2 separate regions of the Gossypium hirsutum genome follow, and region 1 is linked to region 2. Evidence: chromatin contacts called from public Hi-C data. All regions are on one chromosome and are shown on one strand. Each heading gives the region's core, a stretch centred on a gene start, on an enhancer-like site or on the middle of the called end of the contact. The rest is flanking DNA. Distances are from core to core; before and after follow the strand shown. Region 1 has its middle 17 kb from the start of LOC121217154. Region 2 has its middle 80 kb from the start of LOC107892532.

What was found. Hi-C and Micro-C count contacts between places; a contact is called where the count stands out from the background.
Region 1: a Hi-C map of leaf shows a contact between it and region 2, with 4 times the contacts expected there. The contact joins two enhancer-like sites. A contact is called at or near these places in 2 of 34 Hi-C or Micro-C datasets (leaf and petal).

The regions. Positions count from the first base shown.
Region 1 is chrA02:34,563,604-34,569,054 of Gossypium_hirsutum_v2.1, forward strand. No RefSeq gene overlaps it. Among protein-coding and RNA genes, the nearest start is that of LOC121217154, 17 kb to the right of the region's middle. Within about 2 kb of position 3,133, at least 3 of the 9 cell types and tissues checked have an H3K27ac peak or open chromatin away from gene starts, as enhancers often do. A contact at or near this core is called in leaf, where this site is marked.
Region 2 is chrA02:33,946,861-33,951,770 of Gossypium_hirsutum_v2.1, forward strand. No RefSeq gene overlaps it. Among protein-coding and RNA genes, the nearest start is that of LOC107892532, 80 kb to the left of the region's middle. Within about 2 kb of position 2,076, at least 3 of the 9 cell types and tissues checked have an H3K27ac peak or open chromatin away from gene starts, as enhancers often do. A contact at or near this core is called in leaf, where this site is marked.

The DNA of each region.
Region 1 (5,451 bases), core at 1,883-4,382, 620 kb after region 2:
CAATCTTTCAACAACGACCCATACAACATGTTTCTTTTTTGGAGTCAGAGGTAACCCTGATACGAAATCCATCGTAACTCTATCCTATTTCCACTTGGGTATAATCACATGCTAAAGTAAACCTGAAGGCACTTGATGTTTGACCTTCACTTGTTGACAAATCAGACATCTCGTTACAAACTCTGAAATGTCTAGTTTCATGCCTAACCACTAGTATAATTCCTTCAAATGATTATACATCTTTGTACTCCTAGGATGAATAGACAAACAACCATTATATGCCTCATGAAGAATTTTCTAAATCAATTTAATATCCCTCGATACATAAATCCTACCTCGGAACCTCAAACAATCATCGGATCCAATCTGATATTTTGAATCACTATTCGATTCGCATTGAACTCTTTTAGCTTGCAACTCACTATCACCTTTTTGAGCTTCGAAAATTTACTGAAGAAATACTGGTCTAGCTTTCAAATCAGTCAGAATCGATCTATCATCAGAAAAAATTAACAAAGTCTTTCTACTTAAAGCGCCTATGACTATGTTCGCTTTCCCCAGGTGATAGTCGATCACAACTCATAATCTTTCAACAACTCGAGTCATCTTCGTTGTCACGAATTCAAATCTTTTTGAGTCATCAGATACTTTAAACTCTTGTGATAAGTATAGATACGAAACTTCCCACTGACTAAATGATCTCCAAATTTTTAAAGTGAACACAATAGCAGTTAATTCCAAGTTATGCATCGGATAATTCTTTTCATGCAGTTTTAACTGTCTCGAGGCATAGGCTATCACTTTACCTTCTTGCATAAATACACAACCAAGACTGCTCAATGATGCATCACTGAAAATCACAAACTCTTTCCCTGACTCAGGTTGCACTAACACCGGTGCCTCAGCCAACAATGCTTTCAACTGTTCAAAACTCTTTTGACATTTCTCAGACCACTCGAATTTCACATCCTTGCATAACAATTTGATCATAGGTGTAGTAATAATTGAAAATCCTTTAACAAAACTTTAATAATAGCCAGCCAAACCCAAAAAGCTTCTGACTTCGGATACATTTCTCGGTTGCTTCCAATCAATGACTGCCGAAATCTTACCGAATCAACTCGTATACCTTCCACTAAAACAATGTGTCCCAAAAATATGACTTCTCGGAGCCAAAACTCACTTTTACTGAATTTAGAAAATAATTTCTTATCTCTCAAAGTCTGCAATACGATTCTTAAATGTTCGGCATGCTTAGACTCATCTCGGGAATAAATTACAATGTCATCAATAAATACAACCACTAACTTATCCAAATACCGTTGGAAAATTCGATTCATCAAGCCCATAAAAATGGCAACAGCATTAATTAATCCAAAAGGCATAACAAGAAATTCATGGAAAGATCTTTATAGAAGTCCCTGTCTGATCCAACCAAAGAGTTAGTATCTAAAATATATATATATTTTAGATAAGGGGGACTATTCGAGCTCAGAGCGATGAAAAAAGCATTTTCGGGAGGGGAAAGAGGAAAGCGTCAGTCAGCTTGAACTAATAAAAGGAATAAAACCACCATAGAGATAATGCCCATACCTCGTTCTGAACGCAATTTTTGGCATATCTGAATCCTTGACTCTTAGCTGATAATAGCCTGATCTCAAGTCTATCTTTGAGAACACTGTTGGCCCTTTCAACTGATTGAACAAATCATCAATTCTCGGTAAAGGATACTTGTTCTTTATCGTAACCTTGTTAAGCTGACGATAATCAATACAAAGTCTCATGGATCCATCTTTTTTCTTGACGAATACCACTGGTGCATCCCAGGGTGAAAAACTCGGTCTCGCAAATGCCTTATCTATTAGCTCTTGCAACTTAGACTTCAATTCTTTCAATTCAGTTGGAGCCATTCTATACGAAGCTATCGGTATCGGTGAAGTTCCCGGCACTAAATAAATAGTAAATTCAACCTCTCTGATCAGTGGTAATCTAGGCAATTCTTCTAGAAACATATTTGGGTATTCACAAACTACCGACACAAATTCAATCTTAAATTCAGACACTTTCGTATTTAGTACATACACAAGATAAGCCTCACAACCTTTTCTTACATACCTCTGAGCTGACATCGACGATATCACAATAGGCAACTCACTCGACTCATCCGGTTCAATTCGAAGAATTTCATTATTTTCACATTTCAATTCAATAAGCTTTCGTCTACAATTCACTACGACATCATGTAGAGTCAACCAATCCATTCCAAGAATGACATCGAACTCATCAAATGGTAAAAGCATTAAATCAGCCAGAAAACAGTGACCCTGAATCATTAGAGGACAACCCTTGCAAACCTTATCAACTAGAACATATTTGCCTAAGGGTTTCGACACCTTAATCACATATTCAGTAGACTCAACTTACTAGATACCAAATTCATGAAAATATAAGAATAAGTCGATCCAAGATCAATCAGTGCAACTACATTAGTATTATAGAGAGTAAATGTACCAGTGATAACATCAGGGGATGTGTAACGCTCCGATTTTTGGGGCCTAGAAGAGTTGGGCTTTGAGTCTGGGATTCGGAAAAAAGGAAACCTGAATAATTAAGAAGTTTTAAATATTATCGTTTAAGAAAAAAAATTTGAATTACTACTAGAAAATTTTTATTATATTTATTATTACGGATATTTTAAATTTTTATGAAATTTTAATTAGTATTATGAGATAAAATTATTAGAAAAATATTACTGTATGTATGTTTGAAAATTTTTATGAAAATTATTATTATTTGCTGTATTATTGGTATTTGAAATTTTTATTATTAGATATGTTTATGAAATTATTATTATTATTAGCAATTAAATATGTAACGAAGGGGTATAATGTGGGGAAAGGTCCGGGGCTCGGCCTATAGCTTTAGCAAAATTCTTGAATCTTGCCTCTTAAGGGAATCTGGGCAGTAGGCTTCATTAATAAATTAGGGCTGATTTTTAGCACAAGCAGGCAACTGGCCCAGTGGCTAATGACGTTAGGAGGACGCTAGGGAGGTGCTTGGGTTCAAGGTGCGGTGTGCGCAATTTGGGTTTTTTTTAATATGCAGACTGCGGCTAGAATAAGGGTTAAGAGAAGTTGCGAGTATAATTTAACACAAAGAGCGCCTTGGTGCAATGGCAGCAGCGCGCTAAGGAGGCCCAGGGGTCACGAGTTCGAATGCAGGGAACAGCGAAACTTGTTTTATTTCTTTTAAGTAGCCCGTGACTGAAGCCAATAAGGCTTATATGTAAATACAGTCATATTATAACAAAAGCGAGGTTGTGTTGTAGTGGCACTCAGTGTGGCTGAGTGTTCTGGAGGTTGAAGGTTCGAGTGGCGTAAAAGGAGGAATTTCACTTTTATTTTTAAGCGGACGGGAGCTTCAGCAGGTAAGGTTTAAAATTAACTGTGACCGTATATTGTACGGAAGAAAGCATGGTGCAGTGGCCAGCAGCACGGGCGTAGATGCAAGGACAGACTGAGGTCTGGAGTTCGAGCTGTTGTACGCGCAATGGGCTACTAATTTTGCTGCTCATGTGGGGGGGAGTTAGAGTTTGACCGAAACTCTTCTTAGCAGCATGATGAAGCGGTGGATAAGGCTGATCAGTGGTTAGGAGTTTGAATTAAATTCAAACTTTGAATTTGGCCAGGAATTAGGGAGCTAAGGAAGGAATTAAAATTGGAAAAGGACTTTATTTTATTCTAATCTTATCTTATTTCTTTTGCTCATATTCTTTTCTATTTTTCCCAAAAGCTGAACAATTCTTTCCTTTTCTATTTTCTTTCCTCAAAGCCAAATTCTTTTTAAAACGACTTTTTCTTCTCAAATATTGGTTGTCGATTACTCCTTTGGTTGAAACCATATCTCCTTTCCTTTTAATCTTTCAAAAGACCGAACCTCTAATCTTACATCTCTTCCTCTACTGATTGTCTCTTCGATGGTGAACTTATCATCACCTATTTTTTTTTCATTTAGATCGCAATAGCCATATTCTAGGATAGATCCAAAAGCCGAAAAGCCTCATATTGTAGTGATTCGGGAATTAATATTTAGATCTATTTTCTATGCATGTTTAAGTTGAATTCACAACGGATCTAGGGTAGGAAGGTATTTGGAACGTTCTTCAATGAGTAGATCTCTTGGTAAGTATTCGAACCTTCTTTCCATTTGTATCTTGTGGTTTAAAGAAAAGCCGAAAACCCCTATATGCAAAGGGTGCCTGTCGACGAAACTAAAAGGGTTTAGTGGTGTTATTTGATTTGTTTTGCTCTAGTGTGGATTAAAGGCTACTAATCGAGGGCTTGGATATTGGAACGACCAGAATTAGATCTAGTCCATTTTTTTCGGCAAAGGTAAGAACTTTAGTGCCTAAGGTGTTAAGGGCCAAATGTGGTAAGGGTTTGATGTGTTAAGTTATTATGGATTCATAGATTAACGTGTTAGTAACTGATTGTAGGCAACTCGTGTGTGGAACCCATCAACGTTTCATTGAAAAATAGGTGTGTAAACGACACCCACTCATAGACTAGATCGGCAAAAGCAGAAAAGCCGAAATGCAGGAAAGCCAGCATTTTGTGAACTTACGAGCGTGCGAGTGCTCATGAGATGGTTGTTTGTTAGTTTTGGTAATCTTAAGCGGTATGATTGCAGAGTGCGCAATTTCGTGCACTTCGATATATTTGGGCTTAATGGGTCGAAAACGGGTTAATGGGCCAACGGGCCCAATTCAGTAAAGACACTCGGTAAGTGTTTCTGTTGATGCGTTAACGGTTGTAGGATGTATGTAAACCCTAAAATAGTGAATTTTACTAAAACACCCCTAAGTATGAAAATTACCGTTTTACCCCTAGGTGCGAAAAAGACCATTATACCCCTAGGGTTAATTTTGACTGAAATGCATGATATTCTGATTCTGTTTGTTGTATGCCATGACATATATATCTGTTGCATGGGATCTGGGTTATGTTATGGAGGAAGAACCCGTTCTGGTGGCTGTGCCACATATTCTGATATAAGCAGCTTTGCTGCGGATTATAGTTAGTGCCGCAACCGGTGCTAACACTGTAAGTGTAGGGATGGCATGGGTGATTTATTCCCCACAGGAAGTGTAGGGATGGACGGAGGCAAGTGCAGGGTTGGATGGGGTTATCATGCGTTAATCATATGAGGTTGTTTTGTTATGGGCCAACTGTATTGAAATGGGCCCAACTGTGTTAATATGGCCAATGCCCAATATATCTCGACTTGTAATAGGGCTACGGCCTAGATTGATACTGATATGGGCTAGGGCCAATATACTCTGATACTGTAACGGGCTACGGCCCAGATTAATATTGATATGGGCTAAGGCCCAGTTAACACTGATTTCTGAATAGGGCTTAGGCCCAGTAAAGCTTGAACTGATTTGGGCTC
Region 2 (4,910 bases), core at 826-3,325:
TTTAAGTAATTTAAAAACCCAAAATAAAAATAATAAAGCGGCCTTATTACAACTTTAACCAAAATAGAAATAATAAAAAATAAATGCGAAATTTAAAAGGAAGCTAATTGAAACTTATTTAAAAACCAAAAATTTAATCTTCGTAGCCACTCTAAATCCCGCCCAGCTCCAAGTCCACCAACTAGAGCTCACCTACAAGGATGAAAGAGAAAGAGGGTGAGTTTGGAAAACTCAGTTTGTATGGAAAACCCATCCAAAGCCCAATTCAGCTCAAGCCCATTAGGCCTAAGCCCTATTCAGATAACAGCGGGTACTGGGCCGAAGCCCTTTTCAGAATACAGTAAACTGGGCCTTAGCCCCTTTTTAGATAATAGTATGGCCCATAGGCCCATTCCAGAACAGAACAGACATATTCGTGCATGCAAGCCCAACCTAGCTAATAACCAACCGCTACACTCCACCCGTACCAACCCTACACTCCATGTGGGGAATAGCTCAACCCACTCAGCCCTACACTCCATAGTTGCAGCATTGCTGCTCAGATATCAGTAAGTTGAGGCAAAGCCTCCAGTACGTGGACAAGCCACTTTCAGCACTTCCTCCATCAATAACCCAGTCCCATGCATCAGATAATAATAACATGGCATGCAGTAAATAGTAACAGTCAAACATGCATTCAGGTCAACCTTAACACTAGGGGTGTATCAGTAATTTTGCTCCTAGGGGTAAATCTATAAATTTTCCACCTATAAAGGTATTTTAGTAATTTTATCAGTTTTAAGGTTTCTCACGAATGTTACTATCCTTACTAGCCCATTTGTCATCGCAATAATTTATTTGTCTCAATTTTACAATTTTAGCCATTGGATAGGCCCTACAGTGTCCACTAGCAATTTAAGCCCATTTAATTCAAGTTTTATGACCAGTTTACCGGTTTAAGCAGTTTCGATTCCACAGTCTAACAGAACATTCTTATTGCCTATTTTTTTATTATTATACCTTTTTATTTATTATTATTACCCGTATGGGCCAGTAAGCCCATTGGGCCCAATTTTAGCCTATCGAGGCCCAATTACCGACGTGCACGAAATTTCACACACAACTAACTTACCACTTTGCAATTTCAGATCTAATGATTTCTAAATGTCTTGTGAGCACTCGCACACTCACAAGCCCACGAAATGCCAGAATTTCGGCATTTCGGCTTTTGCCGATTTGAACAATGAGAGGGTGTTCGATACACACCTGATTTAGAACGGTACATTGGTGAGATCCTCACAGGAACTGCCTTTTGCCGAAATATGGGTTAGATCTGATGAGCCAACCGAATTAGTCTTCAAGCCTTTTGCTATACGTTCCCTTGTCCATGCTAACGCATCGGTTCCTTCAGCCAACGATTCCACTTTAGCTCTTATTCAATTTTGATGTAGATCTAACCTTCAAACCCTAGTAGAAGTCAGTCCTTTTCTGATCTAAAGATTCGGCTATGCCCCTAAACTATGGGGTTTTCGGGTTTTTGAAACTGTGAAGAATATGAGGTATGAGAGTTTTGTAGTGGCTTTGTCGACAAAACTTTAGGGTTTAGAAGAAGAAAGAATAGACCACAAGATGGAGAAGAATCAGAGGGTTTGGCTAGGAGAAATCGGCACAGAAGAAATATAGGCTTTCAGGATTTCGGCTTTTGTGTATAAAGCTTAGGAACAAATGATTAGAAAGTGGAGATGAGTAAAATAGTCGAAGGATTCGGCTATGGGGGAAAAGAAGAAGAGAAAGTAGATGAAGAGAAAAGAAAAGAAAAGAAAAGAAGAAGAAAAAACTGAATCCTAAAGGCCAAATTATACGGCACTTATTAGCTATGGCCGAGTGAGTGTATTTCGGCAAAGAAATTCTTCCTAAATTCCAATCCCCCGAATTGCTCCTTGATCTTTGGCCACATTCAATGTTTGAATTCCATTCAAACTCTTGACTGATCAACCCACCGTTTGCACCGCCTCAGCATGCTACCAAGAGTCCTGATCAGACCCCACAACTCCTTCCCCAGGCATGCAGCAAAAATCCCAACCTTGCGTGCGCGAGATGAAGCTCGAACCCCAAACCTCCGTCCACCTTGTGCCCTTGCGCCTTCGCCCGAGCTGCTCGCCACTGCACCACGTTTTCTTCTTTACTAATATATGGTTACAATTAATTATAAACCTTACCTGCTGAAGCTTTGGTCCGCTTAAAAAAAAGGGAATTTCGCCTTCCACGCAACTCGAACCTGTGCCCTTGTGGAACTCCTAGCACCCTACTGCTACTGCGCCACAAGCGTCCTTGTAGCATTAACTCGGTCGCAACTATTCTTAAACCTTACTTTAGTGTGACCTGGCTTCTAAAATAAAAACAAGCCTTTGCGTGCGCCAGCCCTTGAACTTAGGCACTATACCACATTCCCAGCGCCTCTGCCACTGGACCGAGCTTCCTTTCGTGTTACCTTTTAACCCCAACTATATATAATGCTTCCCTGCGTCGTTCCCTGATATAAAGAAAAAATAAAACACTTTTGCACATGCTGGGAGTCGAACCCCAGCTCTCCTTCCCACTACCTAGCATGCTAACCACTGGGCCAGGTACGCTTCTTCATGCCCAGTTTTGCCCAATTTATTTTATAAGCCTTATGCCCAGATTCCCTCTATGAGGCAAAAATTAAAACAATTTTTTTCCTAGAGTTTAAACACTAAAACAACAATAATCTTATAAATATATATTTTTTCTTTTTCTTTTTCCTATCTAGTAATAGTAATTATAATAATAATAATTTTATAAATATATCTAATCATAAAAATTTAAAATATCCGTAATAATAAATACAGTAAAAATTTTCTAGTAGTAATTTAATTCAAAATTTTTTTCTTAAACGATAATATTTAAAACTTCTTAATTATTCAGGTTTTCTTCTATCCGAATCCCAGACTCAAAACCCAACTCTTCTAGGCCCCAAATTCAGGGTGTTACACTTTAACTATAGTTTAAGTTAGTTGCGCTAGAAACAATTTTTAAGATAATGGTTTTAAAGTAGTGACACGACATTCTTGGATCCTCCTTAAGGGTCGAGTTTGGAGTGTTACAATATCTGGTTTACCAATAACCTATAAGATATCAATAGTCAGTGATTAACTCTAGGACCGAGATCGACATCACACCCAAGGCTATAATATTCATCAATTGGGTTTCTTTTATTTAATTTCGAATTCTATTTTAATTTACTACTATATTGTTCTTTGATTTTTATTTATTTAATTTCGTATGACTTGAATCCCTCTTTATTCATTTTACACAGGTCTGCAAATGTAACATCCCGAAATAGGGCTTAAACAAAATAGTGGTTGTAAAACCATGAATTCGAGGTCAAAAAAATTTATTTCGATTAAGTTTTAAGGTTTATTCATTGATTGAATAATTGTTTGAAAATTTTGTGAAGAAATTTTATGTATAAGTGCCTAATTTGATAATTAGGACTAAATTGTAAAATTAGCAAAATGTGTGTTCTAGATAATAAGGGGGATTTAATTGAAATGGGTTCTTAAAGTGGAGGTATTAGACCATTATATTTAAGTTTGGACAAAAATGGGAAAGAATAGGACAAATTTGAAAGAAAACCCTTTAAGGGCATTTTGGTCATTTAGTAATTAAAAGAATTAAAAAGGGAAAATAAAGCCAAAATTGGTCCATCTTTTTCATGGAGGCCGAATATAGCATGGGGGAAGCCATGGTTAGGGTTTCCAAGCTTTCCAAGCTCATAATTGAAAAAATACCCATAGGTTAAATGTGTTTATTTTGATGTTTTATGGTAGAATATTTAGCTTGAAATTATGTTAAACAACTTTTGCTAAGCGATTTTAAGTGAAAACGAGTAAAATGACATAATTGGTAAAAATACCTAATGTTCATAAGTACATGATAGAGTGGGAATTTGATGTTACCATAGAAGGGAAATATGTTCAGTGTGTCATAAAACATAAGAAAAATGGATAAATTTTAATTTCTGAGCCTAGGGGCAAAATTGTAATTCTATAAATGTTTAGGGGCAAAATTGTAATTTTTTCAAAGTTTGAGTTAGGGAATGTTTTGAATATTAAATTAATTAAATAAGTGAAATATGATGTTTTAGATCCCAGAAAGTGAGATTTGGACCTAGAATGGGAGAAAAACTAAAAATTGGGAAAGTTGGTAAAATGGTCATTTTGGTATCGAGGTATGTTCATATGTTTAATGAACATTTAATTATGCATATTTGAATGATAAATTGATATTTTGGCCATAAATACGTTAGTATTGAGTTTCAGATATAATGATTAATGTTCGATAATAATTCGATATTGGAAAGAGAACTTGTATAATTTATATGTAAGACCATATTTTGTATTATGGCTTTGTATGATAACAAGAAAGTATTGACTAGCATAGTTTGATGAGAATAAGTTAAGTTGATGATATGATGAGATTGAGAATGTAAGTATGTAAGTTGAGTAGCATTTTATTATTTTGCAATTATTGTTATTAGTATTGTTATTATTGAGTTATGCGACTAACCTTGAGAATTTGAGCAAGTATGTTTTAGCTATGATTTGACAAGACATTGATATCTCAAAGTCCATGGTTGTACCATGGCAATTAAGGAAGAATTTACGGGAAAGTCTATGTTCATAACATGGCATTTAAGGAGGAATTGACGGTTAAGGATACCATGTAAGACCCTGTCAAGACATGGCATTGGTAAGGCAAGGATCCCGTGTAAGACCATGTCAAGACATGGCATCGGCATTGATTAAGGACTCCATGTAAGACCACATCAAGATGTGGCATTGGCACTAAGACAAGGATACCATGTAAGACCATGTTTGGAACATGGCATTTGGTAAGGTAAGGATACC